3 separate regions of the Mus musculus genome follow, and all the other regions are linked to region 1. A link is a contact called in public HiChIP or PLAC-seq and promoter capture Hi-C data. All regions are on one chromosome and are shown on one strand. The core of a region is the stretch at or near the end of the contact, and the rest is flanking DNA. Distances in the headings are between cores, read along the strand shown.

The links. Promoter capture Hi-C pulls out the DNA fragments that hold promoters and counts their contacts. HiChIP or PLAC-seq counts read pairs in DNA pulled down with a chosen protein or histone mark.
Region 2: a contact with region 1 is called in a promoter capture Hi-C map of hematopoietic stem and progenitor cells, with 4 times the contacts expected there. The contact joins the promoter of Serpinb1a here to the promoter of Wrnip1 in region 1. A contact is called at or near these places in 20 of 39 promoter capture datasets (the 3T3-L1 cell line, 3T3-L1-derived adipocytes, the C10 cell line and 13 more), 10 of 484 Hi-C or Micro-C datasets (LSK cells, bone marrow, centroblasts and 7 more), 6 of 115 datasets of contacts at active chromatin or transcription factors (the HPC-7 cell line, astrocytes, effector CD8 T cells and 3 more) and 3 of 9 other capture datasets (adipose tissue, liver and pancreatic islet).
Region 3: an H3K27ac HiChIP or PLAC-seq map of heart atrium shows a contact between it and region 1, with 6 times the contacts expected there. The contact joins the enhancer-like site here to the promoter of Wrnip1 in region 1. A contact is called at or near these places in 5 of 39 promoter capture datasets (3T3-L1-derived adipocytes, embryonic stem cells, liver and 1 more), 4 of 15 datasets of contacts at CTCF or cohesin (the G1E-ER4 cell line, hippocampal excitatory neurons, liver and 1 more), 46 of 484 Hi-C or Micro-C datasets (the AML12 cell line, the AtT-20 cell line, B cells and 30 more), 8 of 115 datasets of contacts at active chromatin or transcription factors (astrocytes, cardiomyocytes, embryonic limb bud and 4 more) and 3 of 9 other capture datasets (adipose tissue, liver and pancreatic islet).

Annotation. Positions count from the first base shown.
Region 1 is chr13:32,800,170-32,803,484 of GRCm38.p6, forward strand. It overlaps Wrnip1 (Werner helicase interacting protein 1), which reads left to right and starts at 1,861. Exons shown (of 7, transcript NM_030215.3): 1 at 1,861-2,875. The coding sequence starts at 2,069. It also overlaps a transcript of Mylk4 not described here.
Region 2 is chr13:32,849,481-32,852,795 of GRCm38.p6, forward strand. Serpinb1a (serine (or cysteine) peptidase inhibitor, clade B, member 1a) reads right to left here and starts at 1,705. Exons shown (of 7, transcript NM_025429.2): 1 at 1,662-1,705; 2 at 759-934. The coding sequence starts at 926.
Region 3 is chr13:32,763,041-32,766,355 of GRCm38.p6, forward strand. The region is part of intron 2 of Mylk4 (myosin light chain kinase family, member 4); the gene reads right to left. Among named protein-coding and RNA genes, the nearest start is that of Mylk4, 19 kb to the right of the region's middle. Within about 2 kb of position 1,486, at least 13 of the 459 cell types and tissues checked have an H3K27ac peak or open chromatin away from gene starts, as enhancers often do. A contact at or near this core is called in heart atrium and hepatocytes, where this site is marked.

The sequences.
Region 1 (3,315 bases), core at 611-3,110:
ACATATACATATACATATATATATATTTACATATATATATATATATATATATTTAAAAAAAAACGCTCCCCAATCATCTCTGATTGGGTAATAACAAGCTGACCAGCCTGTGGCTGAGCAGAGGAGATAGGAAGGCTGGACTTCTGATCTCAGCCAGGTAGAGAGAGAAGGAAGAGAGGGACAAGAAGACCAATGTTTGCCATGAGGTTGATATGAAAGAGCAGTCATGAGGACACACATGGACCAGAGTGAGCCAGGGGAAGACCAGATTGGCATGTTAACAGGGCATTTGTCTGGGTATTATCAGCCTTAGAGGGTTAGAATAGCCCAGAATGGTCCAGCTTAGGCTTGCTTCTTGTTATTAAACTTAATAGTTCTTTGTGTCAGCTATTTGGGAGCCAGAACGGGAACAGATGAGTTCTACACTTAGGTATGTAACAGAATTTGTAACTCACGTCACATTAGCTATTGCCAGTTTACTTCATAGCATAAGATAACTAAACCTTCAGTGGGAAAACAGTAAATAAAAAGTTTCTACTGTAACTTGCTGTATACTGTTGGGTGGTAAAGTAAATACACACTCAAATTTTGACAAGATTCATAAGTCTTTGCTTTCCCTTAACACATTTAATTTCTGATTATCAGCAATAATCAATTATAATAAAATTTTGATGTTTTTGGTAGCCCCCAGGTACAGGTTGAGAATTCCAGCCTTAGCAACTTAACAAGTCACACTCCTCTCAATCTACCTATATGTATTTAAATATTTTAAAAGATGTATTACATTTATATTTACATGTTTTGCCTGCATGTATGACTGTGCATTACCTAGGTGTAGTGCCCCCAGAGGCCAGAATAAGGAGCCAGATCCTCTGACCTGGTGCTGCAAACTGAAAGAGGAACCTACAATAGCAGCAAGTGCTCTTAACTACTGAGCCACCTCTCCAGCTCCTTTTGCATCTTTCCAAGGAGTAACTTACAGAAAAGCATAATAAAATCATAAGCAGTAATACATGGATGTAGACTACCACACTAACTTTTTAAATTTGCTTTTCAAAAGTAAAAATACAATTTTGTATTATGTAGCCCTGGCTGACTTGGAACTCAAAATGTAGACCACGCTGGCCTCAAACTCTGAGATCCACCTGTCAGTGCCTCCTGAGTACTAGTATTAAAGGTACACAGCACTACACCCAGAGAATATACATTTATAAATGCCTATTGTACTCATTTCCTGCTCCTGTCTGCTGGAAATACCTTTAAGGACTGCCTGCCATCATTTTGTTATTGGGATACAACGGTGATTTTCAGTTTACGACTATTATATCAGCTAGAGATAACTATTAAGCAAGTACTTTGGGCGACAGGTCCTAAAGTAAAATTAAGGGGCACAGGGGAGGGAATCCCTTTTATTGCATTTCCTTGAGCAGCCTTCGGAATTGAACTTTGTCTACCTGTGTAGCTCTTGTGTGTTTATGTCGAAGCCCTTTCTCCAGCTTCCTAGGCACTTCTGGGGTATTTCCACTTCGTTTTAGTTTTATTACAAATATTCTCCCTGATGACAGCATTTCTAGTTCCGCACCCAGAAGGCCAAAATCCTGGAAAGCCAGGTTCCCAAGTTCCCTCCGCTTGGGTTTTACTCGAAGGCGGTTGTTTCCGGTACTGAGCAGGCATGCGCACGCGCACCACGCCTATCCAAGCAGCGCCACAGAAAGGCTCTTCCCAGGGACCGAAGAAGACGAGAGGGCCTGTTGTGACGGAGAACTACATTTCCCAAAGTTCAATGCGAGAAATTGCCGGCGGCGATTGGGGGCATCGGGTTGCGGAGTCTTCTGCCCGCTTTGGACTACACTTCCCGACACGACTCGCGAGGCGTTGCCAGCTGCGGGCCGAGGGCGAGTTGACGCGGGAGCTCAGGACGTGAGGCATGAGCGGCGCCCTCCCTCGGCCCGTGCGTGTCCTGCTCCCTACCCGCGCGAGGGTCGCGCGGCACCGGGCCTAGCGGCGGGCATCGGCGTTCTCAGGGGCAGGTGCAGCCGCACGGGCGCCAGGGAGGGCAGCTGCCACCATGGAGGTGAGCGGGCCGGAAGACGACCCCTTCCTGTCGCAGTTGCACCAGGTGCAGTGCCCAGTGTGCCAGCAGATGATGCCCGCCGCGCACATCAATTCGCACCTGGACCGCTGCCTGCTGCTGCACCCTGCGGGGCACGCGGAGCCAGCGGCCGGCTCTCACCGCGCTGGGGAGCGGGCCAAGGGGCCCTCGCCACCCGGCGCCAAGAGGCGTCGACTGTCGGAGAGCTCGGCGCTGAAGCAGCCCGCCACCCCGACGGCGGCCGAAAGCAGCGAAGGCGAGGGCGAGGAGGGCGATGACGGCGGCGAGACCGAGAGCCGTGAGAGCTACGACGCACCGCCCACGCCCAGCGGTGCGCGCCTTATCCCGGACTTCCCGGTGGCCCGCTCCAGCAGCCCCGCCAGAAAGGGTATGGGGAAGAGACCAGCGGCTGCAGCCGCCGCAGGCAGCGCATCCCCGCGCAGCTGGGATGAGGCGGAGGCGCAGGAGGAGGAGGAGGCGGGGGTGGACGGCGATGGCGACGCGGACGTGGACGGTGAGGACGATCCCGGGCACTGGGATGCGGACGCCGCCGACGCCTCGTTCGGAGTCAGCGCGGGCCGCGCGCATCCCCGGGCGCTGGCGGCGGAGGAGATCCGACAGATGCTGGAGGGCAAGCCGCTGGCTGACAAGATGCGTCCAGACACGCTGCAGGACTACATCGGGCAGAGTAGGGCCGTAGGGCAGGAGACTCTGCTCCGCTCGCTACTGGAGGCCAATGAGATCCCTTCGCTCATCTTGTGGGGCCCGCCAGGTTGCGGTAAGGTGAGTGCTGCTCTTGCTGTTTTTGCCAAGGGCCGCGGAGGTATTCTGAGCCGGGTGCGGTCCTTAGATTCCGGACCCCTCCTCTGGAGAGGGAGGCCTGGGGGCGCGGTCCTGATGCGTGAGCGGAGTTTGTAATACGCAAGCAAGCATGCCATTTCCCCAGATTCCCCAGACCCCTTGTTGGGCGTTTTTCACAAGAAAATGCCCAATTTTCTTGGTTTATGCAGAGATGTGGACAGAGATTTGAGCTATCTTTGTGGTCATATCCATGATTTTTAGTGACCCAATTCCAGGCAGGGGACATGCTGCAAACATTGGGGAAGAAACATTTTGTATGCTCCATTTGTTGTGGAAAACTAATTAAATTTTTTCTATTATACTTGACCCCCTCTCCCACTAATTGGCTTATTCTAACTGGTTTTTGGAACTAATAGAAGTCT
Region 2 (3,315 bases), core at 455-2,954, 49 kb after region 1:
TAATGCTGAAGCAGACATAACCTGCGAGAAGCACCTAGCAGCAGGTGCAGTTAGGAAACACTTTACCCACTCCTGTCATGATTTCCAAAGGTGGCAGAATTCCCCTCTCAGAATTAAGGAACACCAAGAGCAGAAGTGCCCTTCATACCCATTAAGGAAGACTAGGCAGCTGTGGGGAGAGATGCAAAGGTGACCTGCTGTCTCCCAGGGGTGGACTGAGAGGAGGTAGGACCTGTCCAACAGGCCACAGGGACTTTACAATCCCTCCTCCTGCAGAGCCACAGCCAGTGAAATCAGGCTGGAGAGAGGCACAGGGCTAACCCTGGGAACATAGACAGGTGGCTGTCTTTACCTTTTGTCCCCATAAAAAAACCACCACCACCAAGCTCTCTTCCTGTAGCATGTTCTTATATTTGTCATGCCTGAAGGTGACCCTATTACTGGCATGATTTATGAGTAGTGGTTATCAGTGCAAAAGGAAAACAGGAAACAGCTAGCTCTGGGGAGGTGCAGGGCTAGCTTACCTGAAAGCCTGTGATTCACTCTTGTGAATGGGAGAACCAAACCCACAGGTAGTGTCATTGTCTTTCTTCACTTTGTGTCCCCAACTGAACAGAGACTCTGCCCTAATCTCACTTAAAGTTGGTAGTGAATGAAGAACTGACTGTTTTGGGGGTGTGGCTCTCTGAAAGTCTGACTGTACCATCTAACAAGCATGGAGATGGCAGGGAGAGCTGGCCAGTTTGGCTTTTGCTAACCTTAGAAAGCTGAGCTGCAGTGCTGCCTTTGGCCCCCAGAATGACCATGGCCAAGGCAGAAGAAATGCTGAAGGGAGAGAAGAAGATGTTTCCTGTGGGGCTGCTTTCATTCAGGGTTTGGAACAGCTCCAAGGCGAAGAGGGTGTTGGCTGAACTCAGCTGCTCCATGGTGAAGTCTGCAAAAGAGGGGAGATCAGCACTGCCAGCTACAACACCAGCAACACTACCTACCTCAGCTCTGACATCCACCCCTAGGACCCTACAGTTTGGAATTCCTACCTCATCCTGTTTTTCCTAAGAGGGCAAGCATACTACTTCAGTTCTCCATGCCTGAGATCAAGGCTGAAGTCTCAGCTGGAGTGAAATATGCGAATTTGAGAATGCCACTCAAATAAGTAAGATGTGGGTGACAGGGAAGAGGAACACTCCTCTGTGTCCCTTTTGCAAACAAGCTGATTCCTGCAGTGGGTAAGCAAGCCCTGCTTGAGGCTCATCTGCTAATCCAGCTGGGTCCCAAACTCAGAGCTCCAGTTTGTCCAAGTACAGGCTAATCACAAATGTGTGTCCCTGGCTGTTTAGCTACCCGGGCCACATGGAGTTCTCATTGTTGAGGATCTAGGATCTCACCAGCTTCCTTCCCTCCCAGCCTCCCTGCAGCCAGGATTGACCGTATGAAGCTCAGGGCACTGTCTCCCAGATCAAGGTTCAAAAAGAAAGCCGAGGGAAAGAAAAACTAGGATCACCTTCCTCCCTCGGGCCCGCGGCCTGGAGTAGGGTGCAGTTGGGGATCCACAGAGCATTTTCTGGTTACATCTTGGGTGAGGGTGAGGTACCAGGAACGTGCTGGTTCCTGGAAGAGGTGCCAGCTTCCTCCCTCCTTGCTATGACCCCTGAGAATCTTACCTCTTGCTTAGCAGGTCTGGCTCCACTTACAGCTAGGATGAAGTGCTCAGAGCCAGCTGTTGCCTTTATAGCATGCAGAAGGGGCGTGTCTTCCTGGCAAGCCCAAGCTGGGTGGAGGCGCCTTTTCTTGGCTGAGTGTTTAAAACCCGACCTTGGAGGGCTGTCAAAATAAAAGCAGAAGATTGTGGCCACTCTCAAGGGGACTTTACTTTCCTCAGTTGCAGGCCTTTTTATTATTATTATTATTATTATTATTATTATTATTATTATTATTATTTCTTTAAGCAGAGATCTGGTAAGTTATTTCTTCCTCAGCTGCAAATGGCCAAGAGAATAAATAAATGTCCTTTCTTCCAGGTCAAAAGATACCTTCTTGAATTCCACTGAAACGCTGTAAAATCAAAAGGAATCCTTTCTGTGCGGTATGTAGGTAGGGATGGAGAAATATCTTTGGGGTCCTTTGGATAAGGTCCCAGATTGCCAGTTACAAGCAATAGGTGATCCTTGTCTTCTCTGCCTTTCAGGTGCCAAGGCTAGCTCAGGGACCACACCAGGCTGGAGAAGCCCTCAACCCACAATTCCCCACTATTAGACTAAAAGTTTGGACAAATCCCCTCACTATGCAACTTAAATTAGAATTGACTAGCCCAGGCCATTGTTAACTTGATGGGCTCAGCTTTATTCTCCTTGAAGTGTTTGGAACTGTAAATTCACAGAACTTTTAGTGCTTCTTGTCTTTCTTCAGAGGACAAAGGAAGAATCCTACTGTAGGTGAGGGTCACAACACATGGATTAGTGTTTGTTAGACTCGGGAACTAAAAGAGGAGAAAGGAAGATGGGGAGGTGGGTCAGCACGTCTCTTGAGCACTCCCGTGTTGGATATAATGCCTATTGTGAGGTATCAGAAGATAGAAACTTCGTGTGTGGTGTTTGGGAGGTGAGGACTTTGAGAAGTGATTAAGATTACACAGGGTTCTCAGGGTGGGGACGCCTGACTGAATTCCAGAATATCATCTTCATGACCACTAGGTGGCGAGCACGCCCCAGCTCTTAAGGACTATGACTCCAAGCTTTAATAAGAGAAGGAGAGATGAGAAGATCAGAAGAGATAGATCTGCGCTCCTTTTTTCCCCCCTATGATACCTTGATGCCTTACACTTTCTGGGACCTTGTCTAGATGAAGGCTAGTTCAGATGCTGAGTCTTGAACATGGAGAATTCATAATTATCAAGCCACAAATGTTTTACTATAACAACATAAATGGACATAGTCCTTTTCACATACAAAATATATTCATCCATGTAGCTCAACGTTATTCTAGTATTACCAGAATCAGAAATGAAATTCAAAATATCCCCAGTGAGCCCGTGGAGTCAAATAAGTTAGTTTCTTCTGAAATAAAATGGGACCAGCTTAGAACAGAATTTCCTTTTTAAAAAAATCAGTGACAAGGAAAAAGTGGTAGGTCCTACAGACTTTCAAAGTCCAGCATTACAAGCACTGGGACAACTTGAGGCTTGAATACCACCATTACACCTCCCTGTTTCTACAGTCAGACAGGGCAGGGTCATGGATGTCCAAGGCTCTGGTGGACTTCAACCCCATAACCACCAGATGTCGATGACGCAGCAGCCCTCATGGGCTGAGTCCAGTG
Region 3 (3,315 bases), core at 236-2,735, 38 kb before region 1:
CCCACATACAGACATGGGGTCTGCCTTAGAAGACCCTGATCTTCACAGAATCCATCAGTCTACTCTGAAACGACGCTATGCTATGTGTGCTAAGTGAGACTTGAGGCCTGCAAAGCTGATGGGCCCAGGAAAGTATTGGATCAACATCTTAGGAGACTGCAGTCTTCTACTAATGCGAAAACTGAAAATCTAGAATGCCTTGCAAGAAAGGCCAAAGGGACTGGGCTGGTGCCTCAGATCTCCTGGGAGTGACCCATGTTGCATAAAGTTTGGGCTGCCCTCCATCCGTGCTTGGCTCTTCCTGCCAGACATGAAGCCTTCCACAACCTCTGTCCCTGTCTGCCCTCTCAATCTATTTTCAGATGTGACTTAAGCTAATGCTGTGGAGTTTGATTTTGGTCAGTTCTCAAGTAGATGTCAGAAAGACACGCTGCTTTATAATTACTCAGGACAATGGCTTCTATCTGCTTCCACATAGAGCAAAGGGATTCTCTAGTCTTCATTCAAGCCTACTGTAACCTATATTCTTCTTTAGAATTATTTTTAACCTATTGGTCTGCACATATCACTTTTCTACTTCAGCTATCTGTTTGATATATCCTTTATATCAAGCCTTAAAAGAAGCAAGCCTTGTATTTAAAAAAGAAAAAAATAGCTTTTCCACTCAGTGGGTAAGGAGATAACTAAAGTTTTAATCCCATGTACATCTTTTTGTCCAGCGTTGATGTAAGTCACACAAAGGTAGCAGACACGGGCTGCAATGTGCTGAAGTACAAGTGGGGTCCTGAATCCATGCCCAGCACCAAATCAGAAAAAGGAGATGTTACACTGGCAATGAAAAGCTGTGCACAACAACTACAGTCCCCACAAGTTTCCTGTGTCACAGTCCCCATAAACCATAAGCACAGAAAACAAGCAAGCAACAGGAGGGAAAAGAAACTCAGTAATTAGTCAGGCCATAGGCTTATAGCATTTACTCCAAACAAAGCTATCTAAGAGCTGTGCTTGTCCTCTGTGTCACTCTGCAAAGATCCTAAGGAGCCACAAGGTTAACTTAACTATAAGAGGTAAGATTAATGGGTAATATTTTTACAGCCTAGAAAAATCCCCAGAGGTAACATGACATCTTTTTAGACCCAAGCAAAAAGGGAAAGAGAGAGAGAGATCTGGATGGTGATCCAGTGGCTGATCAGGCAAAGTGCTAACCATGCTTCTCATTGGAACCTTGGCGTTATTAAAGACATGGTCTCCTCACTATAGCACTTTCTGCTAAAGATGTCTGGTAGGGTCTAGAAGTCTTTATCTTTATCCCAAAGGATGCTTATTTCCAGTGGCTCTCATCCCATAACAAATAATCAGAGTATCTCAAAATACACTGAAGTCAACGTTGCTTATCTAACACAAGTCGCAGGGCTCAGATGGTGTTGTAAGCTCCGGACACTACTGACCTTTCCATGTGACCCTGGGAACTGTGAACCCAACATTAGCACGGACAGAGTGCAGGAAGATCCCGTGGCTCCCTGCCATGGGCACTTACGTTTGCAGGCCCTACCAGTGAGCACCTGGCAGGAGGAACTTGGTGACAACAGAGAATCTCACAGCCTGTTCCTCTACTCAGCATACAAGTGGCTTTCAGTTAAACCACCTGCTGCCTTGCTGACAAGGGCAGACCAAAGAATTTCCATGATGCGCATTCTGTTGGTGTCCTGTCACACAGCGGCCTCCTTTCAAATGGGTAAAGAACTCGATGTCCAGACCACCTCCCTGGGGATGAATGTGACCCTTCCAGGGAAGGCAGGGTGTGCTGCCATTCACATGTCCCCTCACCCCAGCTTATCTGACTGGCTGAGAGACAAATTCTGTGTTTTGTCTGCCTGGGAAATCTAATGGAAACAACTATTAATAGACATATTTATTTTATCAAGGAAAATATGCTCTTAAAATGTTCAAGAAAGGATATTGCCTAGTTCTCAAGGACTAGCCTGAGAGAGCCTTGAGAACACACACACTTATAAACATATTATATATATATATATATATATGCTTGCATCTATTACAAAACTAATCATATATGCACAACTGTACTAGTATCACATTTCAGCAACATTCATGGTAAAAATAACTACTCCTTAATTTTTCAATTGCAGGAAGTAATTAATATTCTGGTGCTTTTCAACCATTAGCATTCACGCAGGTAACCACACATGCTGTTATATAGAGTGTATATCTGGAACAAGTCCCTTGGTCACACCCATGCTGCTTGGCAGGCCTGGGCTGCTGTTTGGGGGAAAAGATTCCACTTTATGGTGAATGGCCATTTCTGTATCACCATAAAATAATAACTGACAAAGTAGAACCTATAAAGCAAGCTATTCAAATTGGTGTTTTCTTTCTAGGTTGAGTCTCAAAGGGACACCAGAACCTAGGCAATGCCTTATTGGTGTTGTTAAAAACAATTTTCAGTGTTCTAGTGCCACTGGAGAGTAGAAGTTCACAATTTTTGACGAAGAAGGATCAAATTGCCTTCTTTTTCCTGAGAGGACAGATAGCATCTGGTACAATGAATGCCTTTCTTTATGCTGATACTGAATGAAGACACTCAGGGTGTGTCAGACCACCCTGACCTTGCAAAACTGATCCTATCTGCAGAGAAAGGATTAAAATTCACTCCAGTGTATTCTCTTTGAAAATCTTGTAAAAAAAAAAAATAGGTAAACCCGAGTTATCCAAATATCCTGACTAGCCATACTCATGAGTTTATCTAAATATTTGAATAAGTATATTAATTCTAAAACTTAAGAAATTATACCTAACAGCTAAAGATAAACAGTACACCAAAGTAAGAGGGCTTATCACATCGAAAGATATGGTACAAAAATAAATAAACAGAGAATAATCCCTCTGGAGAGAAAGGTCTAGCTTTCTGGACATAGAAGAGTTTGCTTGCAAAACAGTAATGATCATAAAAGACATATAAAGTAGCCACAGCCAGCATGGAGTCCTTAAACAGTGTTTATAGAAGAGCAGATTAGACCTATCTGTGGTTATATTTGAATCTGGTCTTGAAAGAAAATGGTCAAAGGTGTGGAGTATAACCAAGAAGCAGGACCAGGAGTCAGTGTGGAGGTTGTATGTCTGTGCCAGTTACCAAGACAACTGCTTATAGGTATATCATCTTATGTAATCTTTCCCCCAAATAATTTGACATTATTATAGCAATGTGATGATATAAGAACTGAGACAAAGAAAAATGGAATGAGTAATGTCACACAGCTATTGCGTGGACCCCAAGGATATGAATTTAAGTAGAAAGGA